Linked DNA regions of Mus musculus: region 1 is linked to region 2. Evidence: chromatin contacts called from public Hi-C data. All regions are on one chromosome and are shown on one strand. The core of a region is the stretch at or near the end of the contact, and the rest is flanking DNA. Distances in the headings are between cores, read along the strand shown. Region 1 holds the start of Slc16a12 (solute carrier family 16 (monocarboxylic acid transporters), member 12). Region 2 overlaps Slc16a12 (solute carrier family 16 (monocarboxylic acid transporters), member 12).

Region 1 (4,985 bases), core at 505-3,004, 35 kb before region 2:
TTTCATACTAAGTGAAAATAGTCCTTAAATTCAGATTTAGACTTAGTGTGTAGGAAGGTCAACAGAGAGGGAAACAAACTTACAGAGAAGCCTGCAAGATGAGAAGGGCCTTAGCTAGGCAGGAATTTTGTTTGTGCAGTGCTGGGGATGGAACCCAGAGCTTCAGAAACATCTGTTTAAAAGTCTAGGGTGGAGCACTCGCTCCCTCACTCTACTCGATTGTTTTTAGAATGCCAGCACCAGGGCACTGACCTTGGAAGGACTGGGAGTTGAAGGCAAGCCTGGACTGAAAGACTCCGAGAGGAGCCCCTCGCTCAGGCCTCAGGACAATAGCGGACACCCAAGAACTCACAATAGACCAAGCTTGATGCAAACCACATGAGGCTTTATTGGGGAAAGCCAGAACTCTGGGGACGACTCATATCCCACGCAGGGGTAGAGGAGTGGACCCCGAGGGGAAAGAGGTCCCAGTTTTTATAGGCCCTCAGGGGAGAAAGGAGAAGGGGGGGGGGAGTAGGGGATTTCCAGATCTAAACAATGTCTATTCTCAAGAAATGGGTATGGGAGGGGTACAAGGAAAGAGTCTGGTGCAGGTGTAGCAACTCAGGATTGGCCGGGCTGTGGTTGCTGGGGAGATTTTCTGACTCTTTCTCAGCAAGCAATATCACAAACACCTGGCAATGGGCTTCATCAGTGGGCACACACTTGGGTTCAATGAACAGTCAAAACATTGGCAGACACACAGGTTCAAGGAGTGGCCAGAGCATTGTGCACCTCTATTTTTCTAAATCAGTGAAGCTAGTTCTGCTAACACTGACATCTATCTTGCCAATTCCAGGGCTTCTGTGTCCTTTTACATTCTGTCAGGATCTTTCAGGACCACATGGTATCACATGTTCTTCAAACACACAACCTTCGTGCCCAACAACAACAAATCCAAAGTACAATATTGCCTACTATTGACCAGTGGGTTCCCGTTCCTCTCAATTTTTCCTGAAAGCTTAATTTCTTTTCTAACTTTGCCGTTCGTCATAATCAGCCAGGACTTTTGTTGAAAAGAAGACATTTAGAGGTTGGCATTTCTAACCAGTTCCTAGCTTGCGTCCGTCTGAAGGACCATTCTGAATTGCGATAACTTCTATGAGCTTGAGTCTGACCTCGTCAGTTCAGAGACTTTGCTTTTGCCTAAAAGGATACCTGAGGGGATGGCTAGCCTGGAACCTGCAGCACACAGTGCCTCCTGGAGGGCGGGGCAAACACCATTTACCCCCCCCCCCCCAGCCCCAAACACACACACTGTTAATGAGCCTGTTAATGAACCTGTTAATGAACCCATTTTCTCCTCTCAGCAAGAGAGAGAAGCAAATGTTCTTTTATTTTATAGAGAAACTGAGACTCAGAGTTAAGTTGACTGCCCAAAGTCATGGGGCTTTGTGGGGCGAGTTGAACTCAAGTCTTTAGGACTGACTGATCTGTGTAATGGTCTGACCAGGGTCCCGGTCCTTGCAAGATGCACGTGCAGGAGACTTTGTACAGCTTCTACTCTTTGACCATGCAGGGACATATCTTTTTGAGAACACCCAGCCTTCTTTAGTGTAGGTCCCAGCTACACAAGACTGTTACAGAGAGAGCCCTGCAGTCCCCAGTGAGCTGGCTCACGACTCGCGGGCCTAAGCATTACATAACCTGGAGGCGCCCCTCCTCCCCGCGCCCCTCACCCGTGGTCAAGCCCCCAGCGCAGAGCGGATCCGGGGACAAAGCCCGTCCGCCGGCAGGGCAGAGTCACCCTCGGGGCTGCGGTGACTGAGAGCTTTGCTTCTCCGGGGCGGGGCGGTGGGATCTCCCTAGTGACAGTGTCCGGCGGGCGCTGCCTGCGGGCCCCGGCCCCTACGGCGCCTCCGCCCTGTGCGCTCCTCCGCCCCTCAGCCGGGACCGGACTCCAGAGCCGTGGGAAGGGGCCGCCGCGAAGGGGACATGTGGGCTCGCCGTCGCCAGCGTTGCAGCTGTCCCCGCGAGGTGAGCACCCGTGGGTCCCGGGATGTGGGCGGGCGGAGACCGGACAGAGGACAGCGGAGCGCACGCCGGAATCGGCGCTGTCCCGGTGCGGAAAGCTTTGCTTCTGTCCTTAAGGTTTCCCAACTCCGTAGAAACAGGTGGCTAGGAATCGAGATAGGGCAGCAGAGCTGGACCTAGACCTCGGGAAGGACGCAGGCGCTCCATTCTACATCTATCCCGGAGCTCAGCTGTGTCTAGATCCTAAGTCTGGCCACTTGTTGGGTTTAGAATGGAAGCACGTGCCCACTTGTCCTGTGTTCTGGAGTGTCTGGCTGGGTTTCCAGGCAGGTGGCTGCAGAGAGTGGCTTTGATCTGTGTCCTGTGATTTCCAGATGCGCATTTCCCAGGCAAGACAGACCGCCTTTCCCCCTGGGTTGTCCGGTGTTCTTGCTTTTTAACCCTCTCCTACCCACCAACCGTTTATTATCCTTAGGTGATCTCTTTAGAGCACACCGGCCTTCCCGTTTGGAATGAATTAAACTTAATTTCTCCAGTCGCTCCTTACCCTAAAGCAGCCAGCCCTGTATGTTTGGTGCAAACTGGTGATTCAGTGTTCTGGGCCACTCGCTTGCATTTTGTCTGGCCGCTGTTCTTCCCAGCTTTGCTGAGAGCTATGTGGGCATTCCAGCGTCTCTGCTAAACCTAGCCCAGAAGGAAAAAAATCTTCGGGCTTGCCAAGTTCAGGAAGACCCTGTGGCTACGGGTATTTGAGCTCACTAGCTGTTGAAATCTGCAGCTGCTGGCTGTGTAATTTCTCCCCCCCACCCCCACCCCCACCCCCAAGTCACACTAAACTACAGCTAATGGTGTGCTAGCCACCCGTGATGCCTGGCTTATGACTGTAGAAAGTGTGAGCTTTGGATACTGAGAGACTGGACACAATCACGTATTACTTACAGGATCTTAGAATTGAAATGAGTTTTAGAGAATCTATTAGATTCAAACCCTTCAGTTGAATAGCTTGGGAAGCTCAGAGCCATGTCTGCAAGGTTTGTTAAAACTTATATCTTTAAGTGTAGTTGGGACCAATATTGAAATCCAGGCTTTCTCCCTGTCGTCCTGGTCAGTGTTTAGGGTATTTTGCCTCTATGCATTTTAACAACAACCCCGGCACCATATGACTAGACCGGCCCAAGCATATAATTTTCTCATCCTTGTAATTACTCATCTGCTTTTAACCTGAGAGAGTTCTGAACTAGATGAGAGGTCGATTCAGTCAAACTGCCTTTGTTGTGTAAGTGTTAAAAGTTAAGAACACTTTAAACCTGGGATGATGGTACATGGCTGTAATTCCAGCACATCAGAGACGGGAGGCAGAGGACTCTTGGGAGTTCAAGATCAGCCTGAGCTACATAGTGACTGTCAGGCTAGTGAAGGCTACATAGGAAGACTCTATCTCAAAAAAAAAAAAAAAAAAATGGAGGGAAGAAAGGATGACAGGAAGAAAAGAAGGCACACATGGAGAGAAAGCAGGAAGGAAGCGAAGAAGGAGCCTCATGTTTAGGCAATGTTTAAAATTCTTCCCATATGAAGATGAATATGTGGATACTTCCCAAATAAACTCCCAGGAAAAGCAAGGATAAGTTGGAATAAGGTTCCTCTAGTGGCTCTGGAGTCCAGATTCTGTGCTTCTTCTGGTGATAAATGGCTAGTAATGAAGACATGATCTGAGTGATTTGCAATGCTGAGCTGTTGCAAGAAGCGTGGTCCGGAGGTTCGTCATGAGTAACTCGGTGATCTGGAACAGAAGTCACGGCTTAGATTTTAAAACTGTAGGCTGATTTAGCTAATACCACTGCAGCATATTGCATGCTTCTTCAACTTAATTCGATGTAATAGGTATTTATTGAGTGCCCACTGTATGCTCAGTGCTGTTTTGAGAATTGGGTAGGTGTCAGTGAACAAAATGAAGGACTTTGGCTCTGAAGAGCTCAACTTGAAGTTCATTAATCGAAAACTTCCCTGGAATTCTGTTAGCCAGGTGGAAGAGAATTTCAGTTTTACGTTAAGCAGGGAAACAAATGTGAATGTTCTGTCTTCAGATCCGGTCAACTTGCTGAACTTATAATCATGGGAAACGAACAACTCTCACAGTTGCTTTGATGTTCATGAACTGACTTGGGCTACACCGTCATGTGCCTTATTGGTAAACCTGTCACCATGGTAATTTTTCTCTTTGAATTACAGACATTCCAGATTTAACATTCTCTCAGCTGCATTTTCTTCAAAAAGCACAGTTTGCAAGCTCAGGCATGTCTGTAGTTGTTAATAGTGACTTATCGAAATGATCTAAATGAACTTGACAGGTTTTTGGTCATATAAAGCCACACCAAAAAATAAAAAAAAAAGTCAGTGCAGTGTTTGGGTTGTTTTTGCATTCTTCACTTAATCCTTAGGTTTTTTTGTTTGTTTTGTTTTGTTTTGTTTTTTGTTTTTAAGTTACAATCTGTAAGGTACTTTCTTGTGAGTACCTTTCATGACTATCTAAAAACTCACCCATTGCTATGGTAAGATTTAAGTGAGAAAAATCAAATCACAGTGGAATATGTTGGAGGATTTGAGCAGAAAAAAGATTCTCTGTTTCGTGTGTGTGTGTTTAGCAGGTTTAGGTTTGTACAGGTGAGCTTGCCCATGCACTTGTGAGTGGAGGCCAGGGACTGGAGTGGTGGAACTGGAATGCCTTTTTCTCTCTTCTTTACCTGATTGATTGATTGACTGATTGTTTGATTGATTGATTGATTGATTGATTTGCTTGAAGCAGTTCTTCTTACACGATTTGGAGCTCGCCCTCTGGGCTAGACTGACTATCCAGCAAGCCCCTGGCATCTTTCTGTCTCCACTGACTAGCACTGGGAATACCGACAAGTACTGTCACATTCTGCTTTTACTTGGTGTTGGGGATCCCAGCTCAGGAGCTTCATGTTTTAGTT
Region 2 (4,785 bases), core at 2,130-4,629:
ATATTTGTTCTTTTTCCATCAAAATGTGGCTGCCAGCATCTTTCAGCTCCAGCCTAATTCAGTTCTTTGGAATGAGACATACTCCTGATCAGATGAACAGAGTTTGGAGGTGCCCAGCATGAAGCAAAACACATTGGCACATCTGCTTTTGGGGGGCAGGGATCAATTTAAATTTCCCTCAAAGTTCAGCTTGTTTTCCATTAAGACACATAATGTTTCCAATTGATGTGGAAAAAAATCTAAAAATATTTTATTATAATTTTTGTTTTTCTTTCTTCGAAACAGGGTCTCACTGTAGCCCTGGCTTGCCTAGAAATTGTTTATGTAGAGCAGGCTATCCTCCATTTCATGAAGCTCTCTGCCTTCTGGATACTGGGATTAAAGGTGTGCACCATCATGCCAGGCCCTGAAATCAATTTTAAAAACCTTCTTAGACTATGTTTTATTTAAATGCATCCTTTATTACTTGTGGAGACAGCAAAGCAGGTGTTGAGGCGTTGGAGTTCTTTCCTGTGCCGCTTTCCAGCCAGTGGTTTAAACAAACGAGTTAGAGTCTCTTTTTCCCAAATTTTCTCCTTTCAAAAAGACAGTAATAATAAAATCAATAATACCAGGAGTTGAGATATGTGTATCCCTTACCTGTGCCATAGCATGATTTTATATGTATTAGTTAACTTCTATACACAGTTCTCAAACTGGTGAGTTTAACATCTGGGGTTCCTTAGGACTGGCGTATTATTGCTTATGGAACAGGGTTTGTGACACAGAGCAATGCCCTGTGACAGGGTAACAAACCATTCTACAGTAAAGTGTAAGAATGTTCCACTGGAAAGGAGATGTAATTTCTCAATATTTTAGGTCTCTCATATTGCCCCCCCCCCCCCCCCACACACACGGTTGAGACTAAATGCATGGATTTGGATGTCTGAGAACTGTGCTCTCAGCCACAATGTCACAACTAATTGAAGTGAGAACTAAATGAGCTGATGTGTACAGAAACACAATGTGTATGAAACAGGACAGGGTGGGTGGCGAGTGCCATTTAAGCACTAATGACTACTATGCCCTTCTGCTTTTGAGAATTGCTATGATTTATTACATCCCCATCAGCAGTCCAGTGATTTACTCACTTCATTAAGCCGGGGCTTCCTGTGTTTAGGGCAAGCTGACCTCAAAATTCATCATGATCCTAAGCCATTCTGCAGCATGCATGTGGCCACGAAGGCCTTATGCCTCTAAGCTACAGTCAGCAGGGACTCTGCAAACTTCTCCATGAATGAGCTGAAGGAATTTGTCACAGGCTGCATGTCTGAGTCTCCCAAAACCCACACGCTAAAGCCCTAAGCCTCAACACGACTGTGTCTGCAGATGGTGCCTGTGAGGAAGTCATTACAGCTAAATGAGGTCTTAAGGGTGGCTCTGGGTCTAATCGAATTAGTTTCCGTATGTGTCAGTTTGTTTCTCTTGTCAAAAACACAATGTCTAAGACATGGTAAGTGTCCTAGCTTCATTTGTATCGCTGTGAAAAATACTCTGACAAAAAGCAACATAGAGGCAGGAAAGGGTTTTTTGGATTTATAGTTCCAAGGTCATCATTTTGTCAAAGTCAAAGCAGAAATTCAGACAGCTAGTCATATTATATCCACAGTTAAGAGCAAAGAGAGAGTAAGCTTGCTCTTGCTAGCTTTCTCCTCTTTTACACCACTATCAAAGGAATAGCGTTGCCCACTATGAGCTGGGTCTTGATTCTAGCCTAGGGGATGGTGCTGCCCACTATGAGCTGGGTCTTCCTACGCCAATTAAAGCTCAAAACAACCCTCCATTAACTTGTCCATAGGCCAATTTAATCTAGATAATTCCTAAGCAAGACTGCTTTCCCAGGTGACTTTTGGTTGTGTCAAGTTGGCAATTAAAACTTACCAGCACAGTAAATTTTAAAGAAATAAGGTTTATTTTGGCTTATGGTTCTGGTCCAAGATGGAGGAGCTACAATCTAATGATGGCCTTCTTGTTTGTCGATGCACTATAGGGTGCCACGTAGTGATAAACAGAAAGTGTGAGAAGACCTAACTAAACCGGCTCTAGAGTAAACACACTCCCAAAGTAACTCACCTCCATATTAAGCCATTAATGGCATTACTGGCTGGATCCATTCCTGAAGGCAGAGTCCTAATTGCTTTCAAAGATCTCAACTGGCCCCATGTTTTAATAGCTCATAATGGGGATAACATTTCAGCATGAGTGTCAAAGGAAAATCTATGTCCAGTCATTGCACTTTGTAAGAAGAGATACTGGGGGGACTCAAGTTGTTCCTTCGGCTCATGCGTATGCTCCAAGGAAGGCCAGGTAAACAAGAAGGCACCATCTCTAAACCAGAGCGAGAAGCCGAGTTTTCTGGAACTTTAGTCATGGACCTCTGTGCTCCGGAATTGTAAGAAAATAAATTTCATTTGTCTCAGCCTTACAGTATATATATATATATATTTTTTTTTTTTTTTTTTTTTAAGCAGACTTAGTGGATTAATTGTAGACCCGGTCACACCTGCAGCCCAGCTTGGCATTCAGGCCAAGAAAATGCACCGATGTGTTTCCTTCTAGAAAGAGTGGGTACAAGCTGTTGAGGTTTCTGGGTCCTCCTTTTTCCTTTTTTCTTTTTGACTTGTGTTCGTTGCTGTTAGACTCTTAACTAGGGCTTTTCATACATGGTTATAGGTTTGCCTGTGATGTTCTCTATTGTGACAAGTTGATCATACATTAGTTGGGGTTGAAACCCATAAAACCAAGCCTGTTAGCATGGAATCCAGAGGAAAAGTTACTGGGCACTCCTCAGAGGAACGCTCCTGGGAGAAAGGAGGATGAGATGGGCAGAATCGAAGGCAGCCATTCACCAGCCTTTGTTGAGCTGTTTTAGTTGGTGTCAATCTTGAGGTACGAGACCCAGTAAACTAAATTTGCATAACTTGAGGACCTTTTCTGGATGCAGAGTGAGGACTGAGGAAACAAGTGGCTAGAGCCTGATCTGTATTCTTCAGTCATACAGATGGTTATTTGAAATCGAAATGTTCACTCTCCTCAGATTATGTTGCTTAAAGATTCGAAGCCTGCTGAGGCACTTGGGAAAGACAGGAGGACTGCTCCATTGTATAAAGATAAAAACAAGTCGGAGAGCTCTCGGGCATAATTCAAGCCTTACTGATTTCCATCTTGTGAACATTAACTTGTTCTTATCTCCTAGCCCCCAGTGAGCCCATTTCTCCACATTTTCTGACAAAGTTCATCAAATAAACCAAAGTGATTTCCTCCTGGGAGCCTAGAGTGCTAGGGAAACACAGCCTTCTCTATCTGTGAGGGGCAGCTGTCCTCAAGTGGACCTGTCCTCTGTGTTATTTACTTATCAAATATTGCATCACCCTGGGAGAGGAAAACAGTTTGAAAGATTCTAGTGAAAAGCCAGGCTGAGATAAGCCTTCTATTTTATTCATACACCACACACACACACACACCCCTACCTATGCACACACGTATTCCTGCCAAATGGGTTATAGCAAATCAAAAGCTGATTTTTTGAATTCTAAACTTGTATTTATTAGTCTGTCCTCTCTTTGTCTCTGTCTTTGTCTCTGTGTCTCTGTCTGTCTGTCTGTCTGTCTGTCTGTCTCTCTCTCTCTCTCTCTCTCTCTCTGTGTGTGTGTGTGTGTGTGTGTGTGTGTGTGTGTGTAGAAGGAGGGAAGCTCATGTGTACCATATCATGCATATGGAGTCAAAAGACAACTTGTGAGGCTAGGTCATTTGGGTTAGCAGGAATTAAACTCAAGTGGTCAGATGTGTGTAACAAATGTCTTTACCCACTGAGCCAACTATCACTGACCCTTTTTATTTATATGGCTGTTGTTTCAGACAGAGTCTTTCTTTCTGGTATGGACTATTTTGTCGCTCATTCTTTGACTGAGGCTTGGCTTAAACTCACAGCAATCCTCCTGTCTTCACCCTGAGTAGTAAGATTACATTTATGAGCTGTAATACTAGTTTATTTTAAGGTTTTAATTTTTGTAAGGCATGCACTTTTTATTGAGCTGGTCTCACGTCAATGTGCAGGAAAAGCTCTGGCTTCCTTGACTCTTCAATCTACTCTCAGGAAGACTAAAAGCCTTCAGACATCTCAAGTTGGGCACACAGAAAGGGCCATTAAGAATTAAGGAAAAGAAGTAGAACTCTTGGGTACAAAATTGACACAAAAGCAATATATTCACCTCCTCTGCATGGGTATAGACTAGGTTGCCACCCAGTGGGCAGCTTTTGGGACAGCCAGGAACTTCCAGTAGCCCTGTCTCTATATCATGGTTCCTTGGAATAGCTATTTTCAAGAAGTTCAATCCAAGCCCTCAGACACATTGCAGAACTTTGAGGATGCTTGCTCTAACCAAATGTGATCCCTTCACTGCTACAGTCTTCAGCCCCGTGTCAAAGTCATCGAATCAAAAACAACAACCCACAAATATTAAGATACTAGTAAATACCATGGCAGTGTCTCATTTTTTTCTCTGTATTAGGCACTGTCAAGAAAATTTGTAAAGCAGCTCCCCCACAGATTAGCTGGAAGCGTTTGTGGTGCAGGGCAGAGGGACCGCGCGCGTGTGATACCTTCAGGATATTGATCCATGTTTGCTGTAAGATGGCCAACAGGATCAGGTTGGAGTCGCCATCCATATTGAGAACCTGCTCCCAAGAAGAGTCATGGCCTTGATTTTCATTGTGCTGGGAGCTAGGGCAGTGGACTCCTTTGAG

Evidence for each region. Hi-C and Micro-C count contacts between places; a contact is called where the count stands out from the background.
Region 1: a contact with region 2 is called in a Hi-C map of liver, with 3 times the contacts expected there. A contact is called at or near these places in 2 of 39 promoter capture datasets (both in liver), 11 of 484 Hi-C or Micro-C datasets (the N1E-115 cell line, bone marrow-derived macrophages, liver and 1 more), 11 of 130 datasets of targeted methods (the NIH/3T3 cell line, a beta-TC-6 cell line, embryonic stem cells and 5 more) and 3 of 9 other capture datasets (adipose tissue, liver and pancreatic islet).

What each region holds. Positions count from the first base shown.
Region 1 is chr19:34,744,097-34,749,081 of GRCm38.p6, reverse strand. It overlaps Slc16a12 (solute carrier family 16 (monocarboxylic acid transporters), member 12), which reads left to right and starts at 1,754. Exons shown (of 7, transcript NM_172838.4): 1 at 1,754-2,016.
Region 2 is chr19:34,710,830-34,715,614 of GRCm38.p6, reverse strand. The region is part of intron 1 of Slc16a12 (solute carrier family 16 (monocarboxylic acid transporters), member 12); the gene reads left to right. It also overlaps the pseudogene Gm18425. Among named protein-coding and RNA genes, the nearest start is that of Slc16a12, 34 kb to the left of the region's middle.